Regions from separate parts of the Mus musculus genome. Here regions 2, 3, 4 and 5 are each linked to region 1. The links are chromatin contacts, called in public HiChIP or PLAC-seq, Micro-C and promoter capture Hi-C maps. All regions are on one chromosome and are shown on one strand. Each heading gives the region's core, a stretch centred on a gene start, on an enhancer-like site or on the middle of the called end of the contact. The rest is flanking DNA. Distances are from core to core; before and after follow the strand shown.

The links. Promoter capture Hi-C pulls out the DNA fragments that hold promoters and counts their contacts. Hi-C and Micro-C count contacts between places; a contact is called where the count stands out from the background. HiChIP or PLAC-seq counts read pairs in DNA pulled down with a chosen protein or histone mark.
Region 2: a contact with region 1 is called in a Micro-C map of the G1E-ER4 cell line. The contact joins the promoter of Tmem9 here to the promoter of Ptpn7 in region 1. A contact is called at or near these places in 1 of 39 promoter capture datasets (liver), 1 of 484 Hi-C or Micro-C datasets (the G1E-ER4 cell line) and 1 of 115 datasets of contacts at active chromatin or transcription factors (bone marrow-derived macrophages).
Region 3: a Micro-C map of the G1E-ER4 cell line shows a contact between it and region 1, with 4 times the contacts expected there. The contact joins the promoter of Cyb5r1 here to the promoter of Ptpn7 in region 1. A contact is called at or near these places in 4 of 39 promoter capture datasets (the C10 cell line, the SN4741 cell line and second pharyngeal arch cranial neural crest), 4 of 484 Hi-C or Micro-C datasets (the G1E-ER4 cell line, LSK cells and natural killer cells) and 7 of 115 datasets of contacts at active chromatin or transcription factors (the 230-238 cell line, astrocytes, bone marrow-derived macrophages and 4 more).
Region 4: a contact with region 1 is called in a promoter capture Hi-C map of pre-B cells, with 5 times the contacts expected there. The contact joins the promoter of Klhl12 here to the promoter of Ptpn7 in region 1. A contact is called at or near these places in 1 of 39 promoter capture datasets (pre-B cells) and 4 of 115 datasets of contacts at active chromatin or transcription factors (effector CD8 T cells, large pre-B cells, memory CD8 T cells and 1 more).
Region 5: a contact with region 1 is called in an H3K27ac HiChIP or PLAC-seq map of thymic regulatory T cells, with 3 times the contacts expected there. The contact joins the promoter of Csrp1 here to the promoter of Ptpn7 in region 1. A contact is called at or near these places in 2 of 39 promoter capture datasets (liver and stem cell-derived epiblast-like cells), 1 of 484 Hi-C or Micro-C datasets (CD4 T cells) and 4 of 115 datasets of contacts at active chromatin or transcription factors (effector CD8 T cells, memory CD8 T cells, pancreatic cancer cells and 1 more).

What each region holds. Positions count from the first base shown.
Region 1 is chr1:135,131,210-135,134,059 of GRCm38.p6, reverse strand. It overlaps Ptpn7 (protein tyrosine phosphatase, non-receptor type 7), which reads right to left and starts at 1,360. Exons shown (of 10, transcript NM_177081.4): 1 at 1,270-1,360; 2 at 137-310. The coding sequence starts at 258. It also overlaps the pseudogene Ptprv.
Region 2 is chr1:136,016,506-136,019,355 of GRCm38.p6, reverse strand. It overlaps Tmem9 (transmembrane protein 9), which reads right to left and starts at 1,355. Exons shown (of 6, transcript NM_025439.3): 1 at 1,294-1,355; 2 at 749-850. The coding sequence starts at 814. It also overlaps a transcript of Igfn1 not described here.
Region 3 is chr1:134,404,430-134,407,279 of GRCm38.p6, reverse strand. It overlaps Cyb5r1 (cytochrome b5 reductase 1), which reads right to left and starts at 1,499. Exons shown (of 9, transcript NM_028057.3): 1 at 1,227-1,499; 2 at 818-967; 3 at 609-681; 4 at 128-234. The coding sequence starts at 1,241.
Region 4 is chr1:134,454,026-134,456,875 of GRCm38.p6, reverse strand. Klhl12 (kelch-like 12) reads right to left here and starts at 1,345. Exons shown (of 12, transcript NM_001311136.1): 1 at 1,211-1,345.
Region 5 is chr1:135,727,711-135,730,560 of GRCm38.p6, reverse strand. It overlaps Csrp1 (cysteine and glycine-rich protein 1), which reads right to left and starts at 1,394. Exons shown (of 6, transcript NM_007791.6): 1 at 1,287-1,394.

The sequences.
Region 1 (2,850 bases), core at 111-2,610:
GCAACCTTCAAATGAGCATTATTTGGTTTGGTTTTTCCAGGCCTTGTGGATTCAGTTGTTAGAACTGGACAGGAAAGAAGGAAGGGAAGGGACGGTGATCCAGGCCTAGGAAGATCCTCCCTGTGAAAGATCTCACCTCTCCTGCAGCCGCACATGCTTCTTGGCTGGAGCTTTGGTGGGTGGAGGCTGAGTCATGTCTGCCCCCAAAGACAAGGTCGGCAGCTGTGCTCTGGAGCGCCCCTCACAGGCCTGGACCATGCTGGGGTAGGTTGCTGGGCCCAAGGGAGGCTCATTCAGCCATGAGGCATGCCTGAAAGACAAGGTCCCGCGAAGGCCTCATTAGCTAGAAGAAGGCTTCTAGTCCAGGCCAGCCAGCTATTCCCTCAAGCAAGCGGCCCAACAGCTCTCTGTTGGGATGCAGGATAGAGGACAGTTAGGGGTTAGAGTAGAAGGAAGGTACTAGAGAGAATACAGGTATGGGGAAGATAGGAAGGAATCCAGAAGGAGGAAGAGAGAGGATACCCAAGTCCACAGGGCTCTAAGCTGGGGTCTGCATGAGGCCAACAGCCTGCTAACCACACAGAAGGAAAGGGAGAAAGCATACAGCTCTCTGAGTCTAGCCAGCTAGCAGGCTTCTCTATAATGAGAAATGGAGGCCTTGAGAAGCACTGGATCCAGTCAGGGATCCAGGCACGCTCCAACTTCTAGAAGGGTCTTCTCATTGTCGGCAGTTCCACTCCAAGATCAGTTGTGGCTCCTGGGGTCTCTGTCTAGGGCGGTAGCCCAGGGGTGTTTCCTCCCTCCTCCTTCCCATCCCCCAGTCTCCCGCCTCTGCAACCGTCACAGGAAATGGCCTCATCAAACCCTAGAGCGCCAGCGCATGGTGAGGCTACAGCTGGGGGTACAAGAGAGAGGGGGCATAGAGGTGATGAGGGCATCACCTTTTGGGGGCAGCCCCTGTCTCTCAGAGCTAAGGCATGGGTGACGTGGTGGTGGGGTTAGAGTCGCTAACCCATGGGGACAGAGCTTTGGGAGCAGTGTGGGCCCATGCAGGTGTGGCTGGGACAGTACTTGCCCACAACAGGAAGGGGCCTTTAGCCTCTCCTCTCCTGGCACTCTGTGTGGCTTCTTAGCCCTCCAGTCACAGGGACACCAGATATGTCACTTCTCATGCCCTGGCCAGGCATGGGAGCCCCAAACTCAATGCTTCTTCAACCCATCCTTGGAGCCCCCCATCCCACCCCAGGGCCATAGGATGTCTGTACTCACTTCAAGTACTTACTGAAGAAGCTATGTCCCCCAGGCTGCCTCTTGCCAGCTGTCTGTCAGTCCGTCTATCTTTGAGGACTGAGAGGTTTCAGGAAGCCAGCTTCCTCCCTCCGCCCCTCCTGGCTTCCACCCACGCACACCCAACTGCGGGCTGCCCTTCTGTGCCTGCCACAAGCTGCCACCAGGGGTCGGGTGCATCCTTCCTGTGCCCTCTAAGAGCAAGCGGCTGCTGTCCCGCCACCCTCACTGGATGCCAAGGCTCTGGGAAGCGGCGAGAGATGAGGCCTTCCCTGACCACCTCGGGCCTCCTCCTCTGGGTCCTCATCAAGTGCTGTCCCCCACCCCCACCTCTTCCTTGATAGCCATGGGGAACCTTCTGCTGCTCTTCTGGTTGTGACCTTGGCTAGAGACTTATTTCCACTTCTCAGCTTCTGCCCCTGTAAGCTTTGTTGCTTCAAAGCCTGGGAATTCAGGGCCAAACCCAGACCCCCAAACAGAGCAGATGTGTCACAGAGGTGCCATAGGGGGTGGCAGGGAAGAGGAGGCAGGAGTCCTTGCTCTGTACAGGAAGGAGAGGCCAGGGCTAGGCAGGAAAGCTTCTTTCCAACTCCCTGGCCCCTCAGCCTGCAGACATAGGCTTGTCACCAGAGAACAAGTATCAGAGCTTAACTGGAGAGGACTCTGGGGTGGCTTCCATAGCAGCCCCTCAGACTACCCCTCTGGGAGTGTCTTAGAACCCTGTATCTCCTCTGAAGACTTACAGATAGGTGAAGGCTGTGACCCTCACATCAGAGACTTCCCAGGTCCTCTTCACCAGGGGGCCACTTGGATGCTTGGGGTGTGGAAAGGGAGCAGTCCCCAAGTCTAGAACTCCACACACCCCCTACCCCCGCCTGGCTTTGCTAGGCCATTCGCTGGCCCTCAGCCCAACTGGTTCGTGGTTCATGCTTGCTTGCAAGACTCCTTCACTCTGTAATGTTCCCCAAAGCGTTCCTGGGCCCCACTGCTTGAATTCCACATCCTCTCTCTCTTCCTCCCACTTCTCCGATTCAACTGTCAAACGGGTGACACCGAAAAAGAGCTGCTGTGCAGTAAGCACAGGGATGGCACCTGAGGGGGGGGGAGGGGCTGCCCTTCTCTGGCCCACGGGGAGGAGGGGAGGACCAGGAAGAGCCTTTGAAGTCCTAGGGCTTGGGGCACCTGTCTTTGTTCTTGGCTGTAAGTCAGAGGGTGGTTCTCCCAGCCTCTCCATGGCTGGTTGGTTGGTTCTGGCTCCCTTTTCTCTGTGCCTGCTCTCCTGAGAGGACTAGGTGGGATTTCCTGAGGGGGAAGCTCAGTGGAGTTGGGAAGTGGTTGGCCCTGATGCCAGGATGAGATGACAGCAGCAGGAGCCTGGGAATCCCTGCACACCCGAGCACAGGGACAGGGAGACTGGGCTCTGCCTGGACCTCCCCACAGGAGCGTCTGCCCTGGCAGATAGTGGAGGGAGTGGGAGCAGAGTGGAAAGAGAGCCACCCGCCCTGGGGCCAGCTGTTGATTAGGATCAAGAAAAGGAAGTGAGGATACCACAGGGGCGGGGAG
Region 2 (2,850 bases), core at 106-2,605, 890 kb before region 1:
GTTGGGGCTGCAGTGTATATAGCAAGCAAAGTGACAGGCTTTTTCAACCCTGGGGCCTACAATTGTGTCTGGTGAGCTAGGTGGCCAGATTCCCCTTCAATTCTGTCTTAACTCCTTAGGTTAGAAAGGGGAAAGGGATGAATAAAGAAAACTGGGACATTATCACGGGAAGACTCCCGTCAGGAATTCCTTGAAGAGCAAAGAAGCACGCAAGCCCTAATACTCAATGTTATTTCAGTGTCTCAGGGAGAGTCAGAATCGAAAGCGGACAGCCTAGAGCCGCGTACATCATCTAAACCTAGCTGCGGGTCTCCCACCCGGAAGGAATGAGAGCAGCCTCTGGAGTCCACAGTGCAGCTGGGTTAGCTTTGAAGCCAAAAAGCTCCCATCTGTGCATGCCTTTACACTCAGAGCATTTTACAACATTACATGATTTGACTATCAAATTGAGCAGGAGATTCGACCACAGCTGTTTTTACTTGGGGCAAAGGAAGATACAGAGAACTTGGGTAACTTTTCTTAAACTTTCTTGCTTGCGGAGAAGTCTACCTAGGGCTAGTTTGGTCCGGACCCTGTGCGGTAGGCTCTGAACCCCGTGCTCCCTACACCCTTAGGAAGGCCAGCAGCTTGTCCCAGGTAAGGTCCCCGCCCCCAAGTAGGGTTCTCGGGTGGGGGAGGGGTCAGGGTGGCGTTTCGGCTACCTCGGCGGCAGCCCAGGAACAAGGTGCCGCTGGCCCACTTCCCTCACCTTGTTGGCTTGAGCTGGGGGCACCAGCAAGCACCCCACCACAGCCACCAAACACAGCAGCTTCATGCTTATCGGGCTTGCTGAGCCAGCAAGACTAGATGCCTGGGGGGATAAAAAGAAACATGGAGTCGGAAAAAGGGATAGTGGTCACAACAGAGGCAGCACCCTCGGCCCCTTTTCAGCTTTGCCAGACGAGGGAAGAGGGCTGAGTTCCAGGATTCCTGGCCTTCTAAACCTTTCCCTCTCCTCACCAAGCCCAGCTCTCAAAAGCTATCTGTGCACTAGCAGAGGGAGTTTTCTGAGGTTACAGCCGCCCGGAGCCCCCAGATCCTGTCACCAGGCCGCGTTCCGACCCTCACCTCTCCTCCCACCGCCCTCCGCCATCTCTGCCTCCACCGCCCTGGTGGCGCCGCTCAGGCCCAACCAGAAGCCCCGATTCCGACCGCCAAGAGTACTGCACACCCTGCCTAAGGATTTGGGGTGGCTGTGAACCCCCAGTGTCCCTGCGACCCCCGTACCCCTCCCCCAATGCCGAGTCTACCAACCTGCAAGCTCAGCCGCAGCCGCCACTGATCAGCAGGCTCCACCCCTTCAGCATCTATTGGCTGCTACAGTCGCCGCTCAGCCCAACCTCGCTAGTTGCCAAGACAACAAGACCCACCTTCTCTTGGTCCCGGAGGCTTACAATCTAGGGAGAGGCACGCATTTCTCTACCAGGATTTAGCAAGAAAAGGGAATGTCTGCCTTTCCTACTGAAAACTGAAGCTCTAGCCCTGTGGGTCCGTTCAACTCCTCCTAGAGTGCTTTGTTTGTCCTCGCCTTATACTATCTTACTGTTTCAGAGAAAGCATTTTAGAAATGAAACTAGTAATGATTTTAGAACAAGATCAAGGACCATTGTGCTTATTCATAGTCTGAAAATATTATTATAGAGACACATTTTTGTTTTGTTTTGTTTTGTTTTTTAACAAGGAACTCAAGGGCCCAGGCTCTATTCCTACACACAAAGACATATGCCAAAGAGGGCAAGACAGGATTAGTAATAGGCGTGGGCTGGAGGGAGCTGTGCCTCCTTAGCCTGCACTGGTTCTGAAGGCCTGGCAAATTGAAACAAGGTGTACTAGGCCAGTCTGGGACTAGGAGGAGGTTACAGGCTGCAGAGGGACAGATGTGAACTTCTTAGCAGCAGTGAAGGAAACTGGAGTCACCTGAGTCCAGGGGCCACTGCAGTGAGGACACTTGAGCTTTGGCCTCAAGTGCATCGAACTAAGCTCCTGTGTTACCCTAGAAAACATGCATTCCCTCTCTGGGTACCAGTTTCCTTAGCTAAGGGTCCCTACAGCTTTGATGGGTTGGGGCTCCTGGAAAGAAGAATAGTCATATGGCCAGAATGAAATTTAGTATAGAAAGTCATGTGTCACAAAAGAGTTTTCCTCCTTAGACATATTATCTGAGCACTATTTGTGGTGGGTACTATATAAGACACTGAAGCTGCCTGGGGGAGGGGGAGGCTAGCCTTGTCTCTGTTCTCTTTTTTTGTTGTTGTTTTTAAGATTTATTTATATTTTATGTATATGAGTACACTGTAGTTGTCTTCAGACACACCAGAAGAGGGTGTCAGATCACATTGCAGATGGTTGTGATCCACCATATGGTTGCTGAGAATTGAACTCAGGACCTTTGGAAGAGCAGTCAGTACACGTAACCACTAAGCCATCTCTTCAGCCCCATCTCTGCTCTTGTATAACTTGATATTTATTACAAAAACAAAAACCAAAAAACAATGGTTGTTTTAGTCAGGGTTCTCTAGAGTCACAGAACTTATGGGTAGTCTCTATATACTAAGCAAATTTGTTGATGACTTACAGTCTGTAGTCCAACTGCCCAACAGTGGTCAGCAGCAGTTGTGAATGGAAGCCCAAGGATCTAGCAGTTTCTCAGTTCCACAAGGCAAGCAGAAGAAGAGAGAATCTTCCTTCTTCCAATGTTCTTATGTAAGTCTCCAGGAGAAGGTGTGTGGCCCACATAAAGGTGTGTACCACCACACCTGGATCTGGGACTTGTTTTGTCCCAGATGACCTTGAACTCAGAGATCTCCCTGC
Region 3 (2,850 bases), core at 250-2,749, 730 kb after region 1:
TTTTCCAGTAGAGACATGCTGAGATTTCAACTTTTACATGAGTCCAAACTGAGGCTTGGATGGCAAGTGCTTTACTCAACAACCCAGCCATCCCCCCAGCTCGGAGATTTCCTTTCTATATACTTACCTTGATGACAAGATCTACATAGCCTTGGTCTTCATCACTGGTGACAGGGGTGTAAGGCCTGATGACCAGACTGCCATCAATTCGGGCAGAGAGGTAGACGTGCTTACCTGGGAACCATGGAGAGAGACACATAAGCTGCAGTCCCACTGAGAGGACCCCTCCGCAGTATCTCCTGCCTCCTCCCACCTTTGAAACTCCCTACTGCCAGGGCCTTAGCAGCAGCAGGTAAGCAGAGGATTTGCATAATGGAAAATTAGTGTTTTCTGGGATAGGAGGCGGGTTATAATAAGTCCTAAGGAAAGAGAGAAGCCTGGAGGTTAGAGATGCGTAGGGGCACAGAAGCCACACCCTAAAAGAGTGGTCCCTCATGGGCTGAAGGATTGACAGAAGGGCAATGGTTTTTCTTAGCAGGAAAACCACCTAAGAAGTGACTCGCCCTCATACGATGCCAAGTAGAGAAGCCCACTCCCTTTTTTCTTACCCACAGGCAGCCCCAGAATGTGGTGGGCGGTGGGCAAGGCAAAGCGGAACCTCCTGGTGTTGTGGCTCACTGTCTAGAGGATAGATGACAAGATGTTTCATCAGGCAGGTCTGGCCTGCCAAGTCTTTTGGAGCAATCCAACCACTCTCGATGCTATCCCTCAAACTAAGTATCCACTCTCTGCCCTAGCCCACTTCTTCACAACTTACCGTCTTGTCTAGCAATCGCAGCAGGTACTTCTCATCCGGGTCCTGGAGAGTAACCTGCGGCCGGCGGGATCTTCGAACCAAGTAGGTACCCAGAGCCAGGCCGAGCAGAGTAAGCAGCCCCACCCCCAGAGAGGCTAGCAAGACCGGGCTCTGTGGATAGAGGAGGAAGCGTGATCGCCACGCTGAGGAAGTGCCAGGGTGTGGGTGGAGGACCAGGAGTAGCGATCCTGAGCTCCAGCGAGAAAGCATGCCAAAACCTCAGAAGCAAGCGGAGCAGTGAACTCAGCCCGCAGCTCGTGCAGCGAGACTCCAGCATCCAAGGTGGGTATGGCACAGCCCCGCGGGGCAGACTGCCCAGAACCAGCTGAGGCGGTGACCCCGGGCTCAGGGCACAGAACGAGGGTCTTACCGGCTGGATCCCCATGACCTAGAGGTGCGTCCCGCTCCGGTGGGGCGGAAAGATCCCACAATGCGCCGCGGGGCGGGCCCGGAGGCGGAGCTCTCCGGGGCGTGGTCTATGGAGGAGGGCCTGACTGAGGCAGGACTAGCGGGGACTATGCCCCCCCCTCTTCCGTGCGGAGTAGGTGGTCCAAGGGCGTGGGTATCTTGGCCGTCTCAGGCCCTCCTTTTGAGAGCTTTCTTCTCTCTGCAACTTAGACCTACCCCAAAGGATGACAGTTTTGTCTGACATGGAGCCAGGCTAATTAGCATGATGAGAAATCTCGCCGGTCTGAGAGTCTCACGGAGAGTGGAATGTTGAGCCACGCACAGGCTTAAAATAGAACAGGAAGCTTTCAGATGAAAGTTCTTGTTTTTTTTTTTTTTTTCTTCCCCAAACAGGCTACTTTGCCAGACAATTGAAATGCCTAGCTGTTGTGTCCGGCCAGCAGACCACAACCTGGGTTCTAGCCTGGAAAGGCATTTTGGAAACCTGGAAGAGAAGAGGGGCTAGGTGGCGAGAGAAAAGAATGTAGCCAAGACAGTTACTCTGATCAAGGCTCAAATTTTATTGTTGCGACACTAGTTATGAAGGAAGGGGGAGGGGACCCGATTCCCGCCGAATAATCTCGGGTCCAGTAGAAAGGTGCACGTGTGTGGCTCCTCAGGTTCCAGCAGTGGGCGTGGTAGAACGAATGAGCAGGAAGCTCCACCCCGAGCAAGCAGGTTTCAGGCTGGGGGAGGGGAGACTACATCTCCTCCCTTTTATTAACAAAATTAAAAAAAAAAGAAAAAGCTGGCCTGAGGGGGGAAAATTATCTATGCTCAATAGTTCTGCCTGGAATCTAGGGCTAAAAAAAAACTTGCTTCACTGGGATTCTATAACCTTTCTTATGGTAAACTGTATCTGGCTTAAGACTGTCCTTTCTTATCTTAGTGAACAACTAACTGAAAAGCCTGGAGCTGTAGGCTCTGACTTTATAATGCTAATTAGTACTTGGTAGGTAACTTTCTAGTTGAATTTTAAGTAGGGCGTTGGAACTTTGGCTAAGTTTGACTGAACAAATGTGAAATACACTATAATAACACTAAGTTGATATTTCTCCGCTTTTTTGGATGATAGGTGGGAAACAGGGAGAAGGAGTGACCGGCTCTTGTAGTACAAGGCCAATTGGCCTTTTTATTTGGGTGGGAGGCAGTGAAGGGCTTGCCCTTTCAATAGTACGTCTCCAATCTCTCTCCCCCCTATTAATTAAGTTAAATAAGGCAACGCTTAACTGAGGTGATCAAATGATTTTCTCATCCGTAGATGAGTGGGCTTTTAACCTTGGCTTGGGTGGACATGGACCCGATTCCTCCCGTGGGTAAAACCCACACATGTGGCTCTTGGTACCTTTTGGGGAGGCGAGGTAGAGCCGGAGAATATTTTTTATTTTTAACCAAAATTTGGTACCAACCTCTTTCAAACCGGGTTTATCTCACAGGAAACTCAGAAATGGTCAAGCCGGACCTTCCCTTGCAGTAAGTATCTCTGCACCAAGCGGTGCCCATACTGAATTTGTACAATCACAAACCAGTATGCACAGTTCTGAGTG
Region 4 (2,850 bases), core at 96-2,595, 680 kb after region 1:
AAGGACTCTGGACACTCCCCCCCCCCCCCAAACTCTGCAACATGTATTTAACCAAAAACTGAGACAACTTGCTAAAGTAAATGCTTTTTGTTTTTAAAAGGTTTGCTTAAGCTAACATAGTTTCAAACTATGAGATGCAAGAAACTGGGGATTTGCTGAATTCTCAGGAGCTGAAGATTATGAAGATTTCCTAGTGTTCTAGCACAAGGCCCAGCCTGTGATTAAACTTTAAGATTTGTTTCATAAATGACAGTAACCTCAGGGCTGCAACTTTCCTCCTAGCACAAAGCCTGACCATATATTCACCATTCAAAAACTACACATTCTAGAACAGCTAATATGTAAATAGAGGGGTTCCATTCTAAATCATTCTAGAAGGAAGAAAAAAGGCAATGAGAGAGAGAGAGAGAGAGAGAGAGAGAGAGAGAGAGAGAGAGAGAGAGAGAGAGAGAGAAAGGAGTTCTCCCCTAAGAACACCAAGCTTACCATCAAGTATTAGGGAGACCTAGGTAGGCAAGGAGTTAGATATGCGGTAATCATGGAAGCTGCAACAGTATCTTGGTAGCTGTGTCTCCCGGTTAAGCAGGGACTACACTAAGGTTCCCATGGTCAAAATCTGTAAAACTGTATTTGGGATGTTCCACCAAGGCAAACGATACTTAACAAATTGCCAAAACCGCGTTAAAGGGTCTGCATTCTCAAAAGGCACTGGCTTCATTACAATGTGTTGGAGTTTCCAAATCTCCCACCCCATACCTTGCTTTTTTTTTTTTTTTTCAAGATTGCTGGGGATAAATGCCTTACAAGAGGAGGTGAAGACCACTATAATTTGGGAGGGAAAGGGAATTATCTTACCTTCATGCATGAATATACCTTACACCTCACTAATATTCTTAAGAAACTTCTTTAAAACCCCAATGCGCTACTGCCTACCTTCGGAGGAAGCCCACTCCAATCTTTGGAGTGTGTAGCTTTACTAAATAAACGTCCCCTTACTGTTTCTCAGCTGAATTCTTTCCTCCCAGGTTAAACCTTCTCCCGGGGCAGGCGGCAGCTGCTCCGGAGAAGCCGAGAAGGCAGCGCTATGCCTGCAGCGCCCCAGCTCATCTCCTACCGACCCGGGCTGGGGGGGGTACCCGGGTTGGGGGAAGGCCGCGCCCCCGGCTGAGGGCAGAGGGAAAGGCCGTGTGTCAGGGCCGCGCTCACTCACCAGGGCTCCTGGGCCGTCCGAGCCGAGGTGCTAGGCGCCGGGCTCCCAGGCGGCTGAGCAGCCGGAGCGCCGCCGCTGCCGCCCGGACCAGCCGCTGCGGAGCAGTCTCCGTGGTAAACTCCAGTCTCGGAGTACGGCGACCGCGCGGCATGATGACGTCACGCCACGGGAGGGGCGGGCCTCTCCTGGGTTACGTCACCTTAGGAGGCCGAGCCAAGAAGTCCTGCTTACCTGAGAGCTCAGAAAAAGAGACCTGAGAGTGGGTAGACGGGTGGGTGGGGAGTGCCGCGTGTGACAGTGCGCTGGAGGCCAGAAGGACCCAAGACTGGCGGTCCCCACGCGGTATGGCAGGCGCTAGGCTGCGTTCCTGCCACACTCGGGAGACCCACGGGGTTTCAGAGTTCTCTAGGTCGGTTTCTGAAGAATCAGGCTCCGCTTCACCATAGGGAGGACTTTCCCATCCCGGATAACCACAGGGTCCTAAATGTGCCTGTCACCATGAGGCGATTGCTTCCTTCACTCCAAGGAAAAGGAACTTGTGGATTGACTGAGCCACCAGAAATGGGTCGCAGTAGGGGAAACTGCAAAGACCCTTCTCAAAGAAGACGCCACAGCCATCTCCTCTCCTCTGACTCACCATGGTCGTTCATTAGTGCTGCGGTTCTTAGGACGTTTGCTTTTCGTTGATTTTGACTTTTTGCCTTTGGCTGAGAAGGGAAAGATGTTTCTTGTTCCAGTATAGATGAATGACTAATTGGATTATCCAGTTTTCCTTTGCACGGCGTTTGGTTCTTAGGGATAGTAAAGTGTAGTCAAGAGGGCAGCGTCTTCGTTTTACATAGTGTTTTCTTCGTGTCATAGCTTCTTGATCCCAAACTGTTCCTGACATTTAAATATGGTGGACAGAGTGCAGAATTGATAGAAAATGTTGAGGGCACTCTGGAAATAGTTGTTAAAATGATCAATGTAGATCTATTTTGTCTAGGTTTTGTAGTGTAGTCATCAGACTTCAGGGCAGGAATGCTTCCCCACCAAATCTGGACCCAGAACTACTACAGCAGATGAACTTAAGGTAGCTAGAACAGAAGCTAACGATCTTGGGCACCAGGCACATACATGGTGCTCATGTATACATGTAGGCAAACCATTTATGCACATAAAATCTTAAAATTACAAAACATATCTACTGGTTCTCCTGGTCTTCTCTGGCTACTTCTGCTTTTATATATGCATTTCCCCTAGTAACATCTTTGCCCTTTTTCTTTCATCTAGGCAAATGCTTTCCTGATGAGCAGAAAAACACACAAATTCTTTAAGAATTTCTGTGAGAGCTAGACATTACACGTGCATACCCACACTTGGGAGACTAAAGCAGGAGAGAACAAATTCAAGGGGAGAAAACAATAACAACTAAAGCTGAAAATGTGGCTGGCATGTGAAAGGCCCAAGACAGGTGAAGGTCAGAGGGTTGAGAGTTTCTTTGTTTTTGTTTTTAAGATTTTATTTATTTTATGTATATGAGTACATCTTTTAAGCAAGTAAATATGAATTAGTGTGGTTTGAAACCAAGAAAGGTTAAAGTGTACTTGCACACGTATGGATATTCTTGGAGCCATAAGAGAGAAAAATGGCCTAAAGAG
Region 5 (2,850 bases), core at 145-2,644, 600 kb before region 1:
CAGTGACAAGCTGGATTCTCCAATGAGGCTTAGGCAGTGCCCAGACCAGCCTCTCCCCAACACAGAGGCCTGGCTTCCTAAGCAGAGGCCTGGTGAGAGGATCAGAAGGCAGGGAGGAAGCCCTAGGGCCCAGTCCTGAAGGAAATCCCCAACCTAGCTCAGAGACAACTGTACTAACAGCCCCAGTCCTCTGAGCTTCTGCAGGATGCCAGGGTGTGTGTGTGTGTGTGTGTGTGTGTGTGTGTGTGTGTGTGTGTGTGTGTGTGTAATATGTGCTCCAAAAAGTACTGGCCCAGAAGAAAACTGAGCTGTGTCACTTGTTCGAGGTCATCCGTGTATTAAGTGTCAAATCTGAGTCAAAACTCAGTCTGCTTGCCTTTCAGAAACCCTGTCACCAAGATTCCAGAGTCTCATGATAAATGTCCCACCAAAGGCAAGTGAACCGCTTGCATGCAGTGATGGTGTCCCATTACAGTGTCCTGTCAAGGTGGGGAGGCCCGTCCATTCATGCACCACAGGAGGTAAGAAGTGGGTGGGACAAGTGGGTGGGATGGTCCTGACATCAAGTACTTGCTCCCAGTCTAGACCCTTGCTCTGACGGATCACAGCAGCACATGCAGAATAGACCCAGACCTGTGCCACTTGGATGAAACACCTGTCAGATAGATAACAGCTTGTTGGCTGACACTGCAACTCGCTCTCAGGCCCTTTCTACTCCCCTGCTGGCTCTTTGAGATCTCAGTAGTCCTCACCTGCCACCAAGACTTTCTTTTCCATCTGGTTCTTTCAGGAAAAAAGAAAACTCATACCTGCACTCTGGGGCTACCAAGCCAGATGCACACACACACACACACACACACACACACACACACACACACACTCGCGGGCACTTTCTCTCAGGAAAAGAGAGAGAGGAAAGGGGTGGCACGGATGTCCTCATCCCTCAGCTTTACAATGAGTGTCAGTGGCCCACAGAATCGCTGATTGTTCTGTAGGACCTGCAGGCGGTGGGGGGCAGGGTCACCCTGGGTCTAGAGCACGCGAAAGTCAGCTGCCCTGGAAGCCCCGGGATGGGGAGGGACCCAGAGTTTTCAGGAAAGGGAAACACTGCCGAGCTAACTCTAGCCACTTCCCACCACCTCCCTCTTGGGATCACTCTTCCTACAAACTTTTCTTGCAAGCGACAGGGCTGCGACAGGACCGGAAAAACCAATAGGCGCAGGGTGCGACCCAGGCGCTCCGGCAGTTGCGGGGACCCGAGGCGGACCACCCGGGGTAACACTCACCTGGCAGCTGCTGGGAGGCGCACGGGCGACAGCTCTCAGGGAAGCGGTGACTGGCTGCGCCGGAGTGCGCGCCGTTTTGTTTCCCCCTCCGGAAGGCGTTTCCCGCGCCACGCCAACCAGTAGGCTTTGCACACTGCACCACAACAGGGCTGATGTCACGGAGAAGCTGTCCCCTCCCCCATCCAAAACCTAGGGTCGGGAGCCCGGGCGTGGCTGCCGCCCCAGCCGTGACTTCTCTTTGCACCCTATGGCGATCTCTGGGGGCAAATCTTTACACAGAGGTGAGGGATGGGGTTAAGAGGTTCCTGGTCTGCCATGTGGGAAAGCGGAGACCTAACTGTGAGATCAGACTAAAGATAAACTTGGGCCCCCTAGGGAAGAGAGTGAAGGTCCTTAAATTTTCGGGTTCCGATGGCACAATGTTAAGGGGACTAACTTGCACTCCAGAATAAGACAAGCAAGGCCCCACTTCCTGTGACTTACTTCTGCCAGACAGCTGGCTTTAGGTTCATCAGTAAAAGGGCTATGTGCCACCGAGATGTGATGGGGGATGAGATACTATAACACCCGGGAGCACTTAGCCTAGCTGCCCTCCTCCAGGGGCTCTTGTCCCTCTGCTTTCCCCATCTCCCTGCCACCCACAAGAGATCATTCTACCGCTCCTGAGTGGATCTTCCTCTGGGCTAACCTACAGAATGACAAACACAGTCTCAAGCCACTGAAAACTGCCTCTGGGGTGATTAACAATATGTGTTACTGGGCCCACCTGCTCCCAGTCCGCAGAGCAGCCTGTCCAGAAATCCAATCCTAGAGGTGAACTGATGCCCCTGGGACTTAAAACGGAAGGCCCACTTTCTTTCTTTCCTTCTTTTTAATTTATTCCATGTATGTGGATACATTGTCGCTGTCTTTAGACACACCAGAAGAGGGCATCTGGAAGAGCAGTCTGTGCTCTTAACCACTGAGCCATGTCTCCAGCCCAGCCCATTTTCACTATGGGTACAAACAGCTCCAAGCAAGAAGCACAACACTTTCCTTGGGACCTAACGAAGTGAAGAATCTGCAAGGAAAACTATGTTCCTAGTAACAGGGGCTATGGGTGGGAGTGTTAGAGCCTCAAAGGAGGCCCTCTTCTATTTCATAGGATAATTACTGTTATTTGTTGTGTTCTGTAAAGTTGTTTTTGTTTTTATTTTGTTTGAGACAGAGGCTCACTGTGTATCCCTGGCTGGCCTGGAACTCACTATGTAGACCAGAATGGCCTTGAACTCAGAGTTTTCCCTGTGACGTTAAGATTAAAAGAGCTAGTTCCCACCATCATTATTCTTTACTATTACAAGATCAAAAGGACTTGAGGACTGCCGTCATCACTGCAGGTTGGATCATTATTATCATTGCTGGCTGAATTACATTATTCTCACCAAGCACAGGCAGTGTCAGGAACTAAGCCACACTCAAATTGCAGCATGATGTCACATGCTGTGTGGATTTGCCTGTTTGGACCTCTCCTGCCTGCCACACTTTTCGCAGAGGAGATGCGTGCTATGTTCATTGGGGAACAGTC